Linked DNA regions of Rattus norvegicus: all the other regions are linked to region 1. A link is a contact called in public Hi-C data. All regions are on one chromosome and are shown on one strand. The core of a region is the stretch at or near the end of the contact, and the rest is flanking DNA. Distances in the headings are between cores, read along the strand shown. Region 1 overlaps Pacrg (parkin coregulated). Region 2 overlaps Pacrg (parkin coregulated). Region 3 overlaps Prkn (parkin RBR E3 ubiquitin protein ligase).

The links. Hi-C and Micro-C count contacts between places; a contact is called where the count stands out from the background.
Region 2: a contact with region 1 is called in a Hi-C map of Schwann cells, with 9 times the contacts expected there. The contact joins two enhancer-like sites. A contact is called at or near these places in 1 of 12 Hi-C or Micro-C datasets (Schwann cells) and 1 of 1 datasets of contacts at active chromatin or transcription factors (oligodendrocytes).
Region 3: a Hi-C map of Schwann cells shows a contact between it and region 1, with 8 times the contacts expected there. The contact joins two enhancer-like sites. A contact is called at or near these places in 2 of 12 Hi-C or Micro-C datasets (the A7r5 cell line and Schwann cells) and 1 of 1 datasets of contacts at active chromatin or transcription factors (oligodendrocytes).

The regions. Positions count from the first base shown.
Region 1 is chr1:52,522,789-52,527,255 of GRCr8, reverse strand. The region is part of intron 2 of Pacrg (parkin coregulated); the gene reads right to left. Among named protein-coding and RNA genes, the nearest start is that of Pacrg, 95 kb to the right of the region's middle. Within about 2 kb of position 2,620, at least 57 of the 93 cell types and tissues checked have an H3K27ac peak or open chromatin away from gene starts, as enhancers often do. A contact at or near this core is called in Schwann cells, where this site is marked.
Region 2 is chr1:52,848,120-52,852,586 of GRCr8, reverse strand. The region is part of intron 4 of Pacrg (parkin coregulated); the gene reads right to left. The region is part of intron 2 of LOC120100098 (a long non-coding RNA gene); the gene reads left to right. Among named protein-coding and RNA genes, the nearest start is that of Cahm, 84 kb to the left of the region's middle. Within about 2 kb of position 2,321, at least 36 of the 93 cell types and tissues checked have an H3K27ac peak or open chromatin away from gene starts, as enhancers often do. A contact at or near this core is called in Schwann cells, where this site is marked.
Region 3 is chr1:52,202,443-52,206,909 of GRCr8, reverse strand. Prkn (parkin RBR E3 ubiquitin protein ligase) reads left to right here. Exons shown (of 12, transcript NM_020093.1): 2 at 1,557-1,720. Among named protein-coding and RNA genes, the nearest start is that of Prkn, 230 kb to the left of the region's middle. Within about 2 kb of position 2,644, at least 37 of the 93 cell types and tissues checked have an H3K27ac peak or open chromatin away from gene starts, as enhancers often do. A contact at or near this core is called in Schwann cells, where this site is marked.

The DNA.
Region 1 (4,467 bases), core at 1,371-3,870:
TTGTGTCCTAAGTGAGCTAAAGAAAGAAGATCCCTGGGGCCTCAGCCCTGCCATCCTGCTGTCTGTCTGTCTGCCTGCCATGGTGCTAATAAATCTTTTAATAAACCTCTTGCTCAAAGGAAATAGAATAATTATAAAAAGATGCTTGCCAGAGGGTTGATCTTTTTCCCTTGCTGTTTCGTGTCCTCCTTGCTCTCCCCACCTCCCAGATCACTCTGCCCTTCAGAGTCTACAGCAATTCAGATTGAAAAGGGAGAAAACTTGATCTTTTCCTACCCCACTGCAAGGGTCCTGGGTCACAGAACAGCAAGAGAAAAGCTTAGCAAATGTGTCTAGCCAAAGTTTTTACACACAGAGAAATGAAGACCAAAGACCCCAGGAAACAGCCTCTGTGTGCTGACTCTTATCCAGGATTTGAGAGCTGTGCAGAAACTCCCCTGGAACAGAGGAGCATTTGCTTCTCAGCTAGTGTGATAAAGGGAAGGGGATCAGCCAGCGCACTTTCTGAAGAGAGCAGGGTGCTTCCAAAACAGGCTTGAGGAGAAGGAAGAGGCCAGAAACCAGCCTTGCAGGCTTTGATGAGGATTTCTGGTTCTGTTTCAACCTTGGGCAGAATGGAGGACAGGAAGGCCAGAGGAGTGACCTCCACAGAGATATATTTGGGACAGTAAATCTGAGCCCTGTGACCCCTTCAGTTAGGTGCTGTAGTAAGTTTAATTTCTAGTTAATTTGATTGGAAAAGATAGTTTTGTTTGGCTTAGATATAAAAACTCAGTAAGGCAAAATTGAAAAGTTCTCAAGTAGCTGGGTGGAATGCATTCTATCAGATATGAAAGAAAACAAAGACCGAGGCACATTTGGAACCCTTAAATGAAATAAATGGCTTTATCACTCTACCTTTCTTACAGTAACTCTGGTCATTTTTGTTTGGTTTCAGGCTCTGGGACAAGGCCAGGAATAAGGCTCTGAGGTACATATTTTACATACCAAAGAGAACTGGCCTCCGGGTTCTCCCAACATCCCTCAATCCCTACCTGGCATACTCTGTCCCCAATCCTGAACTTTCCAGCCCAGTGGCTGGGCTGCCTTCCCCAGAGGCTCTTCCCTACATAATCTCAATCTCTCTCTCTCTCTCTCTCTCTCTCTCTCTCTCTCTCTCTCTCTCTCTCTCTCTCTCTCTTCAGGATGTGAAGCCACCAACATCTTCATGCAGAGCATTCTTTACAGAGAAGAAGCGAGGAAGCAGAGTCTGCAAGAGGGTCCTCTGTCATGGCCTGCACTCTCTCTCTAGTGAGGACCTTGGAAATTGGAATTCCCTGTCTTCCTCAAGGCAGCTATTGAGCCCAGGAAGATCTCTTTTTCCCTGCCCTTTATGGAGCCTCACATGACAGGAAGGAAGGAGAGCAATACAGGAACTCTGACGAGTGAGTGAGTGAGCACATGGTTTTGTTAAGTTTCCTAGTTTACTGCCTCTTGGAGCACACTAAATGTCTGTAAACTACACAGATTTCCCATTTCCCATGGACACCTATGTCACAAAGTTCTCGATTGTCATTTCTTCATTGCTACTGTGGCCTCAGTCCTGTTCTTTGTGACGGGTTAGGAGAAGATAACATCTCTTCATCCTGTAGCATCCTTGGGTATTATACTCCAGGGTTACAGCCAGCATTCTCAGAATACTCAGACTTAAGGCATATCAGCGCAGTTATTATATATCGCTCTGGACATTTAAATTAACAGTTGATGCTTTCCAGTAACTTTTTATAAAGTACTGGGTCGCCAGATAATAACAAGAATATGTACACATTTATTTTTAAAGAACCTTCTGTCGAGTTGCATACAAGGCAGGCTGTGATATGATGGTCAGAAAAGACAGGAATGGGGCAGGCTGTATAGTTGATTCCTCCGACAAAGTGTGGGCAATGAGCATATTTTATATTTAGATTTGGTTTATTGAGGGGACCCTAAACTTTTTTTTTTTAAGTGCACATGAATCGTCTGGAGAAATCAGCGTCTAAAGTGATTAATTAGACCTTATTTTGTCCTGAACAGATTTACTAAGCATTTTTCAAATAGCCACAATGTTTGTAATTACCAGAATCACACCTCCATTGGCCAGCCTTGGTTACTTCATGCATGAACAACAATCTGATTGAGCACTCTTGTTAGGGTTTCATTCTGCGTTGTAATTAGCCATAATCATAGCCTTCCTGGGTGCATGAGAATGTGCAAGCAAGTATTCACGGACTCGGCCCATTTGAATATGAATCTTCTCAGTGAGGAGCAATAAAGCAGGAGAAACAAAACAGTTTCTCTAGGGAATCCAGTGAAGCATCTCTCCTCTGATTCTGCCCCCTTCAAAATGTTCTCCCTCCAGTCTCTGGATTCTATTTGCTAAAACAAGGGTGGCTTAATGAAGACAATGGCCTATTATCCCTTAAGTGACACAGGAGGGCCTAAGTATTACAGGCTTAGTTCTTTCAGTCTTTGCCAAGGACACAAGGAACAAAAGAACAAGCAATTGTGTGTGGGGAAGAGAATTCGGTCCAGGCTCCACTAGGGGACCACTCCAAATGAGATGGGGCCATGCTATTCTTACGCTCTGAGGAGGCTGGTGCATGCTGGCTTTCTTCTCTTTCTTCCCCTCTTCACCCCCTGCAAATGACTCAGGCATTACAGAAAAAGGCTCCAAGCAGCAGGGATTGAAAACAAAGGCTTAGTGGAGGAGGGGTGACATTTCTGATCCCATCCCAAGCACATTCAGAGTGAGCCACCTACTGGCAACTCCTCTCTTCCTTTTTTTTTTTTTCACGCTCTAATCCCCTCAACTCTTAAGGAAAGACCTGGGTAAACAGAGTAGGATCAGGCCACAAGTGTTTTTAGCCAAGAATGGAGGAATAAAATTCACAGGGAAAGCTTTCACAGCAGTATGGAGTCTTTGAGAGAAAACACAGTTTGGACCAGTTGAAGTATGACAAAATGTCAAACATGAAGGGTTGTTTAAAAGGCTGTGTGCACTGCACAGAAAATGAAAGATGACTCAAGTCTACTGAAAGATATCGACTGATAGATTCATGAAGATAAGTCAACTAATTGTTTAAACAGTTAAAACACACAAAATGGTTTTGTCCTTGAATAACTTTCAGTTCTTCAATGTATTCGTTTTTTGTAGTGTTTTGTTTACTTGTTTGTTTTTTGTTTCTGAGACATTCTATGCCACTAATAAAATATCTGAATTCTTTGTTGGCATTGTACCATGGGAAGGCTCAAGGGCTGTGATGTGACCCTAATCATTTTCTGACCACCTTACAGGTTTAGGATCTGCATCATCTTGACAAAGTGAGTCCTCGTAAGGCAACATGAAGCAATCAGCTACTGGAATTTCAACTTGTGGTCTCATGTGCATGCTCTATGCATGTATAACCATAGTTTAAGGGCTGAGTAAGCCTGTGACCATTCTTGGTATAGTATGGCAAACATTTTGGGGTTATTAGAAGTAGCCAAAGGCACTTCATAGAAGAGATCTGAGGCGGAAGTTGGACATCATGAGGAAAGGGGCCATGACAGGCACTATAACTGACGCTGAATCATGTCTTCTACCAGGGGAACACTATGAACCTGGTAAGTCCTCAGAGCCAGGGCCACACTCTCCTAAGAAGGGAGTCAGTGTGCTGAGGTGCTGGGGTCATCTTACCAACTGGGCAGCTGTGAGCATTTTCACAGATCTCTCATCATAAGCTGCATTCTCACTAACATGAGGACTTCTTCAGAACATGTCCTGATGGTCTCTCTAGTGGGGTTCTTAGCGTTTTTGTAGGCTGTTTTCTTGTTTAAGGCCACTTCATCGTTTTCATAGAATATTATGACAAACCTACTATACTTAAATTACTCTGAAAAGCACAAGAAGAATCTCCATGACTATTGACATTAAACTGAAGTCTGGCAGAGGCCACCATTCCTTATAATGTCTTCTTTGAAACAACATATTTTTATGTCATGTGCATTGGTGTTTTGCCTGTATGTACGTCTGTATGTGTGCATGCATGCATGTATGTCTGATATAAGGGTGTCAAATCCCCAGGAATTGGAGTTATAGATAGTTGTGAGGTACCATGTGGGTGCAGGAAATAGAGCCTGGGTCCTGTGGAAGAACAGCCAGGGCTCTTTACCCCTGAGTCATCTCTGCAGCCACTATTCCTAATAATTTCAAAACTGGAAATTACAATACAGCTATCACTGGCCATCTGCTCTGTGACTAGTAGACCTTGGATCTCCCAAGCCTTATGCCAGCCACAGTAGACGTGGCCACTATGATGCTATTATCCCCAAGGACATGGACAGTGGGAACCACAAAGATACTGCAGAAAATTAAAGCAGTGAAAGATTCAACAACTCTCGGGGACACAGAGCTAATTGACAGCATGTTTGTAATTAAATGGATGGATTGTGGTCAACTCTCAGAAGCCC
Region 2 (4,467 bases), core at 1,072-3,571, 330 kb before region 1:
TCGCCAAGCTGAGGTGACACTATGAGTTTGAGGCCAGCGTGGGCTACATAAGAGCCCATCTTCTTTAAAAGGCCAACCAACCAACAGACCAGCCCATTAAACAAATGAGGAGAATAACAAAACTCAAATCCAGGGCAGAGCTGGTGAAAATTAATCTAAGATATACAAGTGTGAAGGAAGGCTTTTTGTTCACAGTACAGGCACAGCAGAGGAACGGTCTGTGGTTAGACCATGCAGATAGCCCCATGTAGCTCACAAGAGGCAGGCTGGAGAAGGACGGGCTCAGCTTAGAGCTGTGGCCCATGTCTTTGCAGCTTTGTGTACTTGGTGAGTCTTTTTCTTGAGGGTTGGGGACCACAGGGGGCTGTAGTTATTCCCAGGACTTTGCTGTGATTGCCACTGAGTGACATAAGACGGCCCATCTTAGGGTCATGGCATGCCAGGGCGCTATCGTTGCCAGTTCTGGAGCTTGCAAGTCCAGGGAGGACCTACTGCAGTTAACCCATCCTTCTGCAGCCTGCATTTGACCACTGTGCCTGCCTTGCTGGCCCATGAAGGACTTGAGTCCTAGTTGGCCTTGGCAGATCTTACAAACCTTCAGGTCTCCCACTCTGAAAATTCAGGCTGCAGCTACTCGGGGGGAAAAAGGTTCCTGGCAGTACCTAGACTGTGAGACATCTGAGGAACCCCAGTTCTGACAGAGATGCACTCCCTGTGCACCCTCCAGACTCCACCATTATCATGGTTTCTGCCTACAGAGTCATTAAAACGCTTTTTTGCTGCATCCACAGATTTCAGAGGGCTTTAGTGTCCCTGTTCCCAGAAGGGGAGACACTATTGCATTTAGAGAAGTTGCTCATATTGCCTGGTAACACAGGGGAGGGCAACAAAGTTGGGCTTCTAGGAGATAGAGGGATAAAGGGGTGAGCGAGGGCCAGAGGGTGCACAGGGCCAGGGAGCACGGCACATTCTGAAGGCATCCACCTCATAGAGGGATGGTTTACTTTGCTCATACCTCAGGGACTGCCTTCAAATGGTTACCCCGCTTAATGTAAAAAGAGTGGAGGCTGAGTTGGTATTCCAGACTCCCTATCCCCAGTTATTCAGGGACATTTCAAAAGGATCAGGAACAGTTCAGACCAGAGCAAAGACCTCACACAGCACAGACAGGGACCACTTTCATCTGATGTTTTTCCCGGAACTTCTTAGAGAAATAGGACTGTCTGAGATAATACAGAAATAATGAACTGTCATTCTGACCAGTTTGTTTGGTAAGAGTGAAGGCAGGTAGAAATACAGCAAAGTTGCAAAAAAATGGAGTCTTAAAACTGTGGCACATAACAACTTATTCTGTAAGGTGAACTTACAAAGACGTACAAGACTGTAATCAGGGGACTTTTCTCCCCATGGTGCATACCTTGTGTAATGGATTTCAGTCTATTTAAAGTTTGACTCACCGAGTGGCTGGCTATTCAAAATGTCAAACACAGGGAACATATCCATGAACATTGGTCAAAACTGTACTTATCATGTGGAGAGAATATCACCAAGAGAGAAGCAGAGTAAAGACTCTAGTCATATTTTTGAGAAAAGCATTAATATCAACAAGAAAATAAACCACAGGTAAACCCGTGTTTAAGCAATCAGACTACCATCATCATCTTCATCATTAAAGACTGGCATGGTCCACCCTCAGAAGAGGGGACTGTTAGGAGTGGCCACGCCAGGGAGAATGTGAGAACTCTGCCCATAGGAGAGGGTCCTTGAGTTGAAACTGTGAGCTGCCTGGGTTTGGCAGGGGTGGGTGTGACTACGGTTTGATGGAGGTGTGAGGGAAAAAATGGTCAGAAACAAAGAAGAGAGCCAGGCCAAGCTACAGGAGAGCGGATGCTGTGAGCTAATGTTGATGGCTAAGTGTCCTTAGGAATGAGGCCAGTATCCCAGGAGGCCACCGGGAGTGAAAAGTGTCCCAGGAGGTCTTGGGCTAATCTCTGTGTCTGTCTTCTCCCAAAGGACATTCCTTGTAAGTACCAGCCCACGATTTTTCCTACAGTTAGTGATCTTCCTCGGAGTTAGGGAGAAATAGGCAGGCTCTATTGACAGTCGAACCTGCGGCACTCCCTGCCCCACAGGTACCTGGAAAATCAAATTGGTGATGCTGGGCCGTGACAGCTTCCATACGGCTCCTTTTAGACAAAGATTCATGTATTAATCGCTGGTAAATAGCGCCTTTTGTTGTGCTCGAAAGGTCAAAGACTGAATGGGTCACAGGACAGGCACATTTTCCCACTGTGGCTGAGGGGGTTTGGGAAGCCTGCACAATGGAGAACTTAGCACACCCTGGGCTTCACCCCCTTCCAGAACGCAGCAGCGACAAGCAGCACTTTATTCCACATTCTTGCTTTTTAAAAAATATTTAGCTGTGGGAGAAGGCTCTGTGGCTTTGTTTGTTTCCAACTGTACCAACCCCAACGATGAAACAACAGAGCAGAATGAAGTCGCTTGTTCGGAAGGGAGTTGGAGTCGCACTGTTCTGTGCTTGCAGAGTGTGCGTCATGGGGGCAGACAGAGACAGAGAAGCTGAACGAAAACCGAGAGCCCGAGCCTTGCTTTGCATGTCCTGATGATGCCGGGACAGGCTAATGTCAAGCTGCGGCTGACAGGCAGGTGGGGGTGTGATCTCCATTTTGAAACATGCACTTTTCTCCGTATCTTGAGAAGCAGGAGTCGAGGTGACTCGAGCTCCCTGCTTTAAATGCAGACAATGCCACTGGGGGCAAATGTGTCTGTGAGAACAGGACACTTAAAATAACAGCAGTGTCAACCAGGTGCTTATTTACAATTGTCAGGTCTGATTAGGAGCTGATATCACTATTTAGGAAGTGGGGAGCCTACGTTCAGAAGGGTAGGGAGAGACATTGATGATGGAAAAGATACATTTTATTTATAATCACGTGAGTGGGGCTTATGTGGCGGGTGCAAGGCAGGTTTGTGCCCCATAAGAATGACATCCAAACAGCTGAAGGAGATAGACGGGCTGTTCTTAGAGATGCTGGCATGCAGGAGACAGGCAATGGCCTGACCTCCCAGAGACAGTTCCCAGCTCCAACTTATTTAAACTCCATTTAGCACTTTGGATGTCAAATCTTCTCTGATTATCTGAGAAACCTGCTTCAGCATTAAACCCATTCGAACTCCTCTCCTGTCTAATCCCTTTGAAACGGCTCCGACCCGTATGCTACTTCTTGGCCTTTTTCAGGTCACGGCAAGACGTGTATACTTCCTGTCCGCCCTCCGATGGCATCTTCCTAGTGCAGAGGCTCAGCTCATGCCCGTCACTAGGGCCCATGGCAAAGGGCAGTTACATAAGACACATTTACGTTTCACACAGATATCTGCTACTTGGTGGACACTGGCCAACAGCAGACAGAGATCATGTAGAATTTTGATAAAACATCCCCACTAGGGTTTCGATTTCTAGACTGTCAAAGCCCAGTTTCTCTTTTATTTAGTGACTACTGTTACAGAAAGGAAGGATCACAATCAGAGGTGAGAGGCGCAAAGCAGAAAGCCAGGCCAGTGTAGCTGGAGCAGCCAGGCACTTCTTCTAAGCCAGGTTTGGGATTGGCTTTGAAGCTGTGCTCCTTGGCGCTGAGCCCACCCTTGGCCTTGGTGGGATCTGCGGCTACTGTTGCAGGGTGTTCTTTGTGCACATGGAAAGCTCTGGGGGGCCCTGCAGGATGAAGGGGCGAGTGAATACATTGGGGTCCTTGCCTCTGGGGGAGCTTGCCAGCTGGGGGAGGAACTCTCTTAGGTCACTTTTCACACAGAGCAAATGGTCACCAGCACCCACGGGAACACACGTGGCTTCCGAAGCGAGCCTTACAGTCTCCTTTTGCTGCCCACTGGACATGAGCCTGGAGAGAACTCTGGCCCACTTCTTTAAGCTGGGTGCCCAAGGGACTCTTAGGTGAGAGACAGGAAGAGCAATCGAGAGTATGTGGATGGCCACCTGGCTCAGAGAACATTCCACGCAGATTTGGGATTTTCTGTTTTGGATGCTGTTTTCAGTAATACTTTTTAACGGTAAATGGAAAGACAGTCTCGGGAGCAGTCACAGCTACTGTTACTTGGAAATAAGAGCCTTATTTAAATCACAACAAATAGACAGAAAACAAATAAATGCCGGCTTCAGGTCCTTCGCTGACACAGCAAAGGATGAACTGCTGTCTCTTCCTGACGCTGACTAATAAAAGGGCCCATTTTAAGAAAGAAGAATCTGTTAACTCTGACACATCATGGCCCCAGGCTGCAGTGGCCTGGCCCTCAGGACTGACCAGGACAGGTTCACAGATGGGGGCAATGTCACCGATGAGGATGACAAGTAGGTGCCTGCCCCACCTCCACCTCTCAGCCTCACAATGGCCAAATGGTTTGGGCAATGCCTCAAATGCTCTGTAAGGGCCA
Region 3 (4,467 bases), core at 1,395-3,894, 320 kb after region 1:
GTGGCACCCGATGGAGGCTCTCTTTATCTGAGGAGGAGGAAGAGGGCAATGGGGAAAGAATTTTTAATGATGGGACTGGAAATAGAGGAGGGAGAGGGGCTGTGATTGGGGTGAAAAGTGAATTTTAAAAGTATTTAAAAAATGCTTGTTAAAGAGAGGGAAGTGGGGGCTGGGGGTCAGAATTGAGGTTCCTGTCCCTAAAGTTAACTAGAAAGCTCCTATGTCAGTCTCACACCATTATTTAATAGTTTGTATGCTGTTTTGAAGAAATCTTTAAATTAAAAATAAAAAATATACTACAAAACTAAAAACAGACTAATTGAAGAAGCTAAATGATGTAAGAACTTAGAAAATATTATTTGTTTGTTTTATTTTATTTAAGACAGGGCCTCACTATGTAGTCTAGACCATTCTAGAAGTTGCTTCATAGAGCAGTCTGGCCTAGAACTCACAGAGATCCAGCTGCTCTGCTCTGGAGTATTGAGATTAAAGACATGCACTACCCCACCTGGCTCAAGAGACTAGACAGTAAGAGCCTGATATGGAGTAGTCATGTGGGTCCCCTAACAAGTGGAAGGTGGGGGGTTATCTCCATCTCTGTTCCCTGCCATTAGGTCCCCTTTCCCCTACCTGGACTGCCTCATTGTTGGGCCTCAATGGGAGAGAATGTGCTTAGACCTGCTGGGACTAGACTAGATATCTCAGGGTGGGGTGGTACTCAGTGAGGGCTCCCTTTATTTGAGGAGTAAATGAGAGGGCAATGGGGGAGGGGTAAAAAGGCAGATAGTTGGAAACAGCAGGCAAATGGAAGAAATGCTATATATGGTTTGACAAGGGGAATGAGAAGACACTGTGGGAGACATCATGGTATCTAGCCAGAGCCTAATGAAGAGAGTGGTGGCTACAGCAGAGATGATGTCACTTCAAGATCTCTTTAGAAATCCACTGTGACCTGTGAACTAAGAACACAGGGTGCAAATTCCTTACACAGTGAGCAGAGGCCTTCACAGAACCTAGACTCAAAGCCTTGCCTGGAGTTCTTTCACAGAGCCCAGCGTCCTATCATAGGGCCCATGCTCTCTTCAGCTGTCTGCATAGTGCCTTCCATTTCTAACATTTCTTTCTGGGGCAGCCACATTCTGCCTTTGAGTTTAATGCAGTGGACTCTGTGGAGGGAATGAGCATTTGTTCAGTCTGTTGGAGCAGAATATTCTATACACTCATGGGAATCTCGAGATTCCAATCAAGCAAATTCTCCGCTTGATTCCCTCTGTTCCAGAAGGACTGTGAAAGGCACAAAGCAGTCTTGGTTTGCAGGTCACTGGCCAGGGTATAAGCAGGAAACACCTTGGGAAAACTGTTTTTGTTTCTGTTTTTTGTTTTTTTTTTTTCTAACTATTGCTCTATAGAATAAACTTCTCTGTTATAAATGAGAGAAAATTTTTGTCATTCACTGGAGGGCAGGTGAGGGGCAAGAGGCTTCAGAGACATTTCACTGGCCATTAAAGGCTTGGAGTAATGTTCTTTCTTCTCTCTCTGCCCCTGGTCTTGTCTAGTGTTTGTCAGGTTCAACTCCAGCTATGGCTTCCCAGTGGAGGTCGATTCTGACACCAGCATCTTCCAGCTCAAGGAAGTGGTTGCTAAGCGACAGGGGGTTCCAGCTGACCAGCTGCGAGTGATTTTTGCTGGGAAGGAGCTGCAGAATCACCTGACAGTACAGGTGAGTCTCCCTGGGTGGGTGGTCCCTGGGATGTAGCCAGGGCCAAGGCCCTTGCAGTTTATGCTGCCAATCTGACATTCATGCCTGAGATCTAATAGAATAAATAGTGCCTGGGGATTCCTTGAACTTTACTCCACACGGCTTCATTAATTCTGACCTTCTTAATTATGCATTAAAACAGTATGCAGGAAGGACTGGAGGAACAAGTGTGAGTGAGCCAAGAGGGGGAGAAAGAAGCCAGGCGCTCGGCTTAGTGAATAAATGTTTACTGACTGAGGGAGCAGGAAGGCACAATTTCTGGGTCTGTTCAATTTTTACCTTCCTTATTCCATTTGAATCTTAATGAAGAAGGATTCAAATAAATTGTTCCCTATAAGGCTGCTCAGCCCAAGCTCTGTGAGGGATTTACAACCCGACTGTGACCCCTGGAGGACACTCACAGCTGCTGCCTGGACTACAGCAGACACTGGCCCAGGGCCCCATTTGCCGAGGGCTCTGAGCGGTGGATAGGCAGCCTGGAAATTACACAGCAAAAGTCCATCTTCGTATCTCCAAGCATATACAGAGTTATCCCTGGCCTACACCCCGATACAGAACCAAGTGAACCATGGGGTTCTGCTTCCTGTGTATCTGGCCCCTGCTGTGCCATGGAAACCCTCTTCTTTATGGCATCTTGTACATTTGGAGAAATGAGTTTTGCAGGCATCCAAGGAACTGGTTAGCAATCGATGCGCAGGCCGGTTGCCTAGAATGAGAGAACAGTGAGTGTTTTGGAGGGAAGTTCAGCAGAAATGGCCACATTTACTCAAGTGATTAGAAGCAGGGAAAAGCTCGTTCCCTCCTCTCGGTGTATGGTGGAATTGAGCCCCTGCTCCCAGTTGGATGGGGATCTGTGTTGTATTCAGACCTCAGACTGCCTAGTCCCGTCAGTCCTCTTGTGGACTGAGGTGTTCGCTGCTTTGTGAAAAGCTTTTTGGAATGTGGGTGTACAAAGAAACTATAGAAATGCAAATCACTTCTGCTATTCTCCCTGCCCCCGCTGGTGGCAGTAGGACTCACGCCCATTGTGCAGAAACTGCTGTGCCTTGCTTTCCTGCTATTTGTTTTCATAAGGGAAGTGCCTGTGCTAAGAAGTGTTTTGATTTTGTTTTTTATTTCAGTCAACTAAAAAGCTTTCTGCCATTCCTGCCAACTTCTAAACCTAAGTGGTCTCCTTCTCAAATAAATGGTTCTAAAGCTGTTTCTTGAGTCCAGATAGACTTTATTATGAGAACCATTAGATTTTAAAGCCCCTTCGCCTGTACAAGGTGGGGCGAGTGTAACAGTTAGCTGTTCCTTATTCAGTAAGATTAACTGCTGTGGGGGACTGATTTTTATAAAAATCTATGCATTGTTTCAACAGTATTAGCTTGGTTCACACTTTTAGAGCTTCCAGTGCTCAGAGCTTCTCAGGGGCTTGGGTGAAAAGGAGTTCATTCCAGAAGTCTGCTCTTTACCCGCTTAGGGCTCTAAAGTAAAGGAATTCGAGATCAAACTGTCTGCCAGCACCACATAGGATGAAATCATTGAGGTGCCATGAGGTCCAGCCTATAGTACGCACATGCTATGCATAGTTAATGCTGTATAGCCCATAGATATCGTGATGTTTCAAAGGTGCAGACTGGGAAGGTACCAGGACAGAGCTCCCAAATGGACTGAATCCAGATGAGGATTCCTCTGGTGGAAGGACAGCACCCTCCACAGCCTCGGGAGGGAAGATGGGCTTCGTCCTTCCGGAAGCTGGAGGCGATACTGAAGACAGAGGGAAAGATGGAGTCGGCAGGGCATTTGACAGAATCCTGACAGACCTGGCCCTGCAGTGAACGGGATTCCATAAAACGCCATGGGAAGGGAGCTGAATTTCCAGGGGTGCTGAGAGTTTATGAGGAGTGGATATTTATGGAGAGATATTTAACTAACCGTTGGAACCTGGGTCTGGATGTAGGGTGCAAATTTAATATTCACAGATAGTTGCCCAGAGAGAAATACTTTTACAGCAAGTGAAATAGATTCAATCACCAAGGGCTGAGCACAAAGCAGTATGAGTATCCTCATTTCGGTGACAAGGACGCGTGTCAGGAAGTACAGTCCACCCAACTGGCACTCTTGAGGCTTTCCTACAGACTCTAAATTCCGAGACTTAAAACATAAAAGCAGAACATAGCTGTTCTTAGGGGCTGAGGGGATCATTCAGTGACAAAGGTTGTCACAGAAACACAAAAACCTGAATTCAGATCCCAGAACCCACTTTAAGCCTGACGTAGCGATAGCCCTATACAGTTGCTTGTAATTCCAGTGCTCTTAAGGGGACATCAGAAGCTAACAGGGCAGCTAGCCTGGCAGCAGTAAACAAGACACCCTGCCGCAAATTCAGTGAAGGTGGGAACTGACATGTGTGCTTGTCCACACACACACACACACACACACACACACACGAATGTGTTTGTGCATATAAACACTGTACACATAGACACAAAGTTTTTTTTTTTTTAATTTCTGTTATAAGCAATGGGAATTTGGTGAAAGTGACAGAGGACTCTGTAATATGTTCAGCTCCACTTATCACTGAAAGGAAGCAGACATACTTGGAGAGTTCTCAGAGGAGAAATGCTGTCTATCAAGCTCGGCCACATGGACTAGCCCCTGCCTTTATGAATGGCTGACACTTGCGTCAAGTCATAATGAGTGTGAGTCGATTTTGCATCCAT